2 separate regions of the Mus musculus genome follow, and region 2 is linked to region 1. The links are chromatin contacts, called in public HiChIP or PLAC-seq maps. All regions are on one chromosome and are shown on one strand. The core of a region is the stretch at or near the end of the contact, and the rest is flanking DNA. Distances in the headings are between cores, read along the strand shown. Region 1 overlaps Scp2 (sterol carrier protein 2, liver). Region 2 holds the start of Echdc2 (enoyl Coenzyme A hydratase domain containing 2).

Evidence for each region. HiChIP or PLAC-seq counts read pairs in DNA pulled down with a chosen protein or histone mark.
Region 2: an H3K27ac HiChIP or PLAC-seq map of trophoblast stem cells shows a contact between it and region 1, with 2.3 times the contacts expected there. The contact joins the promoter of Echdc2 here to the enhancer-like site in region 1. A contact is called at or near these places in 6 of 39 promoter capture datasets (cranial neural crest, embryonic stem cells, frontonasal cranial neural crest and 3 more), 2 of 484 Hi-C or Micro-C datasets (liver and nephron progenitors), 1 of 115 datasets of contacts at active chromatin or transcription factors (trophoblast stem cells) and 3 of 9 other capture datasets (adipose tissue, liver and pancreatic islet).

Annotation. Positions count from the first base shown.
Region 1 is chr4:108,051,154-108,054,420 of GRCm38.p6, forward strand. All of the region lies in intron 14 of Scp2 (sterol carrier protein 2, liver), which reads right to left. Among named protein-coding and RNA genes, the nearest start is that of Gm23354, 11 kb to the left of the region's middle. Within about 2 kb of position 1,733, at least 41 of the 459 cell types and tissues checked have an H3K27ac peak or open chromatin away from gene starts, as enhancers often do. A contact at or near this core is called in trophoblast stem cells, where this site is marked.
Region 2 is chr4:108,163,641-108,166,907 of GRCm38.p6, forward strand. Echdc2 (enoyl Coenzyme A hydratase domain containing 2) reads left to right here and starts at 1,797. Exons shown (of 10, transcript NM_026728.4): 1 at 1,797-2,021. The coding sequence starts at 1,889.

The sequences.
Region 1 (3,267 bases), core at 483-2,982:
CATGCCTCTAATCCCAGCACTTGGGAGGCAGAGACAGGCAGGTGTTTACCAAAGGCAACCTGGAGTACAACACAGTTGAATTTCAGGCCTACCAGGGCCACATAGTGAAACCTTGTCTCAAAAAAAAAGAAAAAAAAAGAAAAGAAAAAGAAAAAGAAAAAAGCCATTACTATAGTCACCAAAGCATCTTCTATTTTCAAAAGCTGCATTTAGAGAGGACACCTTGGCTTTCCTTCCTATACCTCCTCAGTGTTGTACCTAATTTTTTGGTTTAAAAAAAAGAAAAGAAGAGAAAGCAAGCCACCTGGCCTCACCTGGCAAAGTCCCTCTTTGTTCCCATAAAGCAGTGGCTCACTGCTCCAGAATCCACACCAACTCCTCTCCCACTAAACCTAAGCGCAATTACAGCGAAACACTCCCGGAGGGCGCTCTCCCCTCCAGGACCTCCTGAATTACCTGTCAGTACCGCAACCCACATCAGCATCACACCTCTTCTCGGCACAGCCCCCAGGTCCCCTCAGTCATATGCTCCTGGCTCCCACCCTCAAGCACCCACTTTGGTCTCTGCCATCCAAGCTGTCACTCGGACCGTGATGACACCACCTCACTGCTCATGTTCTCTCTGCCCTGCTCACACGCTTTCCAGTTCATTGGGCCTATTGCAGCTTAGATGTGAAGTGTTGGCAGCTCCTGCGGAAAAGGCTTCAGTCCCAGCTGGTGGCACTGAGAGGTGGCAGGGCTCCCGGTGCTCTGGCGTAACCGAATTTTTCAAGGAAGAGTTTGAAGCTGAATGGGAGCTAGGGGCAGGGCCTGATTGGAGGAAGTCATTCACTGAAGGGTACAATGTGTTCCTGGTCCCCTCCGGGCTCTGGCTCCTGGCTGACACAGGTGAGCAGCTTTTCTCTCTCACACTGCCCCCACCTGATGTTTTTCCTCACCTCTCGACATGCCCAGATACAATGGAGCCAGCTGCTTCTGAAAACTGTGAGCCAGAACAAAACTTTGCTCTTTGCTTCATAGTCCTCCCAGCACTGAAAGCTGACTCATGCAGCCACAGGCATAGTTCATCCTCTAAAACACAGCTCGTCCTCTGTAAATCTGAGGCCAGCCTGGTCTACTGAGTGAAGTCCAGGACAGCCAGGGCTACACAGAGAAACACTTGAAATATATCAAATACCTTTCAAAGTTCTTATCATGACAATTTTTTTTTTTAGTTTATAAAGTAATTGCCTTATGTGTATGAGTGTTTGGGCTGCACATGTTTGTGCACATGTGCTTATTGTCTGCAGAGGTAAAAATAAGACTGTCTACTGCCTTGAAACTGGAGTTATGAACAGTTATGAGCTACCATCAAGGTATGGGGATTGAACCTGATCGATCCCTCTGCAAGAATTCTCTTAACCTCTGAGCCATCTCTCCGACCATCTAGCATGGCATATTAAACTATTTAGTAAGTTGATCCCAGCCCTTCATCTTTCTAAACTATACCAGGCCCTGCCTGGCAAGAGAAACCCACCAGCGCAATATGGCCACTGTAGCAGGTGCTAATTGTTCCTTCCTTTATGCCCTGTTCGTGTTTCTGAGGGCCAACATGTGTTAGGTGATGCTTGAAGCTCTGGGGCTGCAGCAGTGACCTAACAGATAAAAAGCTCTGCCTTCATAGAATGCATTCTCATAGGGGGTGGGGTGGTGTGGGGGAGGGGAGCAGCAAATAATGAGAGCGATAAGTGCTACAGAGAAGAGTCAGGCAGAAAGCAACAGCCAGCATGGTCAGGGAAGGGCTCGCCGAGGAGGAGACTTCTGGACGGAGATCAGGTGATGAAGCTATCTGGTGAAGACAATCCAAGGCAGACAGAGCAGACAGGTCTCCCAAATGAGAACGCCCCGTGCTGAAATGAGCAGGGAGGCCAAGCAAGTGAGCAAGTGAGGGAGAGCACGGCAGGGCAGGCTGGCCAGATCATACGTTTCTCCATAGAAACCCTGATTCTACTACTTGGGGAAGGAGGCAGGCTTTGAGCAGAGATGGATGCAGATCTGCCTGGTTTTAATCATCAGAATGCAGTGTGAAGAACTGAGGGACAAGGACAGGAGAGAGAGACCCAAAGCTCAGATCCACTGGGACATAGTAGAAACCAGGATTTAACGGTGAGTTAGATTATGGACTATGGAGTATGAGAAAAAGGAGCCAAGGATGACCTCAGAGCTTTTTGGACTGAGGAACTAAGAAAACAACTTCCTGAGAAGAGGGCAGATCACGGTAAAACATACTTTAAGGGGAGAGAGGGGCCCAGAGCTCTGTTTCACACATACCTCTAAGATATGTTACAGGTTGCCATGGTTTAATGCGTCCTCTAACACAACTGAAATCTAGTTTCTGGTATAGCCGTATTAAGTGGCAAAGCCTTTTAAAGGGGCTAAGGGCCACAAAGGCTTTGCCCTCAGCAATAGATTGATTCCATTTCCTCAGGCACAGGCTCCTGAGAAATGGAAGGGTTCAGCTCTTATCCTGCCCCCCTGTCTGGCCACTTCTCCTTCCCTCCACTGCCCCAGAACACAGTAACAAAGCTCTCACCCCAGATGCGGCCTCTGGTGGGGTCCTAGCCTCTGAGACTGGGAACCAACTAAACTTAGCATGTCTCTAATTTCCCCACTCTGCGATATTTTTGTTATAGAGGTAGAAAGACAGGTGTCCTCATATACGTGTCAGCTAAACAGCTATGCAGCCACTTGAGAATCCAGTGGTGGGCCCGTACAGAACACAAAAACCTGGGAGTCATCAGCAAACTGTTTTTAAGACTCGAGGATACATGAGATCCCCGGGGAGTGAAAGAACCAGAGCTAAGCCTTGCAACACCCCAATGCCTAGAACTGAGGAGATGAAGGACTTACCAAGACAAGCCCAAATGTGCAGCCAGTCAATAAAAAACCCTGCACATGCGATATGGAGGCTGGAATTAACCACTGCGTCTAGCGAAGTGGCAATTACTAAGGACCTCGGCAAGAACAAGTCTGGGAGAGATCAGAGAAAAGCTAGGGAATGAGTTCAAGGAAGGACTGGATGAGAGATCGGGGAGGTAGTGAACAGCCAGGTCTCCCAAGGTCATCAGCCATGCTCTACAGTGTGACCTCGGGCTACCAAAAGGAAACTCTCTCAAGCCCCACATATATTCTATGAATAAGGCTGTTTACTGGTAAGAAAACCAAAGTTTGATGTGCTGCTAATTTTACAACAACTTGAAATAAGCTGCAGTCACCTAGAGAGGAGAG
Region 2 (3,267 bases), core at 547-3,046, 110 kb after region 1:
GGAGTCATAAGGTGGTGGCCCACGCCCTTAAAACCTACCCTTGGGAGGCAGAGGAGGATCTCCAGGTTCAAGGCCACTGATCTACAGAGTGAAAGTCAGGACAGCCAGGGCGACACAGAGAAACCCTGTCTTGAAAAGCCAAACCAAACGGAAAGAACAGGATAATGGACTGTGAGGCATTAACAAACTGCCTTTGCTTCTGTAAAGTCTGCTTAGCATTGTGGGAGAGGGGTGAAATGCCTTTTGTTACTATGTATCAGGAAGGAAGGATTTTCCCATGCAGCTCTGAGGTCCAGGGATCTTTGTAATGCATACTTTTCTGATGTCTGCCCTTAGAACCTCCCTAACCTCCACTTCTGCAAGGCACACATTGTTGGCACTAAGAACTGCCAGTCCTTCTGACTAGCACTAGAAACAAACTCATCGAATTTGAATGTGAATTGGGTCTAGAGCTTGTAACTCTTGCACGTACCCTTAATCGATATCCAGCTCCCACGTGATGGCTCACAAATGTCTGTAACTCCAGTTTCAGATGACACCTCTATGGCTCTGTGGGCTCCAGGCTAACTTGTGGTACACATGCACACATAGGCAAAGCACTCATGCACAAAAAATACAAATAATTTTTTTAGATTAAAAGACTTTAAAAAATTGAGTCAGGGTCTGATTAAATAACCCTGGCTGCCTTTAAGTCACAGCAATCTGCCTGTCTTTCCAGTTAAAAAAGCAAAGACTGTCTGCCCTCTCTCTGTCACTGGAAACCAGGCACACAAGTGGTACACAGGCAAACCCTTCACACAACATAAAGATAGACAAAGTCATCTTGTCTGATATTCACATAGCCATTCCTGGTCTGCAAGAATTCTCTCTCTCCTCTGACTCTGTCTCTGTCTCTCTCTGTCTGTCTCTCTCTCTGTCTCTGTCCTCTCTCTCTGTCTCTCTCTCTCTCTCTGTGTGTCTCTCTCTGTGTCTCTCTCTGCCTCTCTCTCTCTCTCTCTCTCTGACAGCGTCTCAGTGGAGCTCCCTGGCTGACCCAAAAATCAATATGTAGACTAGGCTAGCTTTGAACACAGAAATCTGCCCGAGATCTGGGATTAAAGTCATAGCACCCAGCTTCTTCTTCAGTTTGCTAAACGTGGGATTCTTGACAAACAGGGTTTTGGGTCTTTTTGTTTTTTGTTTTTCCTTTTAGCAGTTTGAAAATAGATTGTATAGTTTGCTGTGTTATTTCGTTTTGTCTGCCACAGGGTGGTCTTCAGATCACTGCGTAGCTACGAATGATCTCTGGCTGTTTGTGGTTCTGTTTGACGGAGACACTCTTCTCCCGCTGCTCCTACACATACGAAAATCAGTGGCTTGAGTTTTACTATTAGATGGCCTGACAAAGCACCCATATCTTGACTGTTCACCCCAGATGCTTGGTTGATTTACCCTGGATTGCCCTTCTTTCCTCTGCAAAGGAAGGCTAGGTGGCCGGTGGAGGACAGAAACTGGCAGTTCATAACTGTGAGCCAAAGTTCTTAGTTAAACTGGGAGGGGCCAGACGCGATCTTACAGCCTCTAGGACAGCAGACCTTGTCAGTGGGTGCAGACCACCCCACAGTGACTGATGAAATGACATGATCTGAGGGTACACGTGAAGAAAGTGCACACAACACATTCAGTTTTGGACACCACCTTCCTAGCCGTGCATTCGGATTAAATCTGCAGCATTCCCAGATTTCACGAAGGAGCTGAACTTGGGGTCTGCAGGCTCGCGGACCGCCGCACCTTTCTCTCCGCCCGTAGGTGGAGCCCTTGGCGAGGCCTCGCCCGCCCCGGAACTACGATTTTCCAGCTCTGCCGAGGAGGTCCCGTTCTCCGCGCCACCTTGCCGGCCTGCTCCCCGATGCTACGCGTACTGCCCCGCGCGCTGCGCCTCCCGTGCTCCTGGAGGTTCTCGGGGGCCCGGGACTGCGCCTCTCACGCGACGACCAGGACACCCGAAATCCAAGTGCAGGCTCTGACAGGTCCCAACCAAGGTAAAGTTGTGTGCTGAGACCCAACACATGGGAAGACTGAGGCGGGAGAGCAGGAGGATTGGATCTCAGGGCTCCCAGGGTAGAAGGGGAGCTCCCCAAACTCTCTAGAGGCCCGGGGAGGTGTGGAGCCGAGAGGAGAGCTGGGAGCAGGGCTGTGCGCCAGGAGATCAGGACAACAGTGCTAGCCAGGACTTTTCCCTCTAGAGCCTTGGCAATGATCGGGGACGGGGGTGGGGGGTGGGGGTGGCGGCGGAGCAAATCTGGCTGGACCTGAGGGGACAACCAGAGAGGGAGGGACGGTCCACAGGGTCCACGGACACACAGGGAAACTTCACAACCATCGGCGGCAGCAAGGTCTTTTATTGTACAAAAATACGCTGTGAAGCGTGGGTATGTTTGTTTGGACCTCAGGTGCGTTAGCTGGGTGCGGATCCTTCTCCAATGTAACCTCATCCCATCTCCGTTCCCATGTTGGATATTGTATTGTTCCTGTCTCTTCCTGTTCTTCTGTTTTATTTGTCTCCCCCTCCCCAAAAACAAAAACAAAAACAAAAACAAAAAACAAAACAGGGTTTCTCTGTGTAACAGCCCTGGCTGTCCTGGGGTTCACTCTGTAGACCAGGCTGGCCCTGAACTTCAGAGATTCACTTGCCTCTGCCTCCCAAGTACTGGGATTAGTGGTGTGTGTCACCACTGTCCCGCTTATTTACTTTTTTTTTTTTTTAAGAGTTATTTATTTATTTATTTATTTATTTTGAGACAGGGTTTCTCTGTGTAGCCCTGGCTGTCCTGGAACTCACTCTGTAGACCAGGCTGGCCTCGAACACAGAAATTCGCCTGCCTCTGACTCCCAAGTCCAAGTGCTAGGATTAAAGGCATACGCCACCACGACTGGCTTATTTATTTATTTCATGTATGTCGGTACACTGTCTCTTGTTTTCAGACCCACCAGAAGAGGGCATCGGATCCTATTACAGATGGTTGTGACCCACCATGTGGTTGCTGGGAAATGAACTCAGGACCTCTGGAAGAGCAGTCAGTGCTCTTAACCTCTGAGCCATCTCTCCAGCCCCTTATTTACTATTTTTATTACTGAATGTGAGTGGTTACATTTGCCACTGGGCACATTTTTTAAAAGGTCATTTCTTATCTCCTTTGCTGGCCTCTCTGTCTGTGCATCACATGAGTGCCTGTGGAGGCTGGAAGAGGTGTTCTTACCCCAGAACTGGAGTGACAGAGGGTTGTG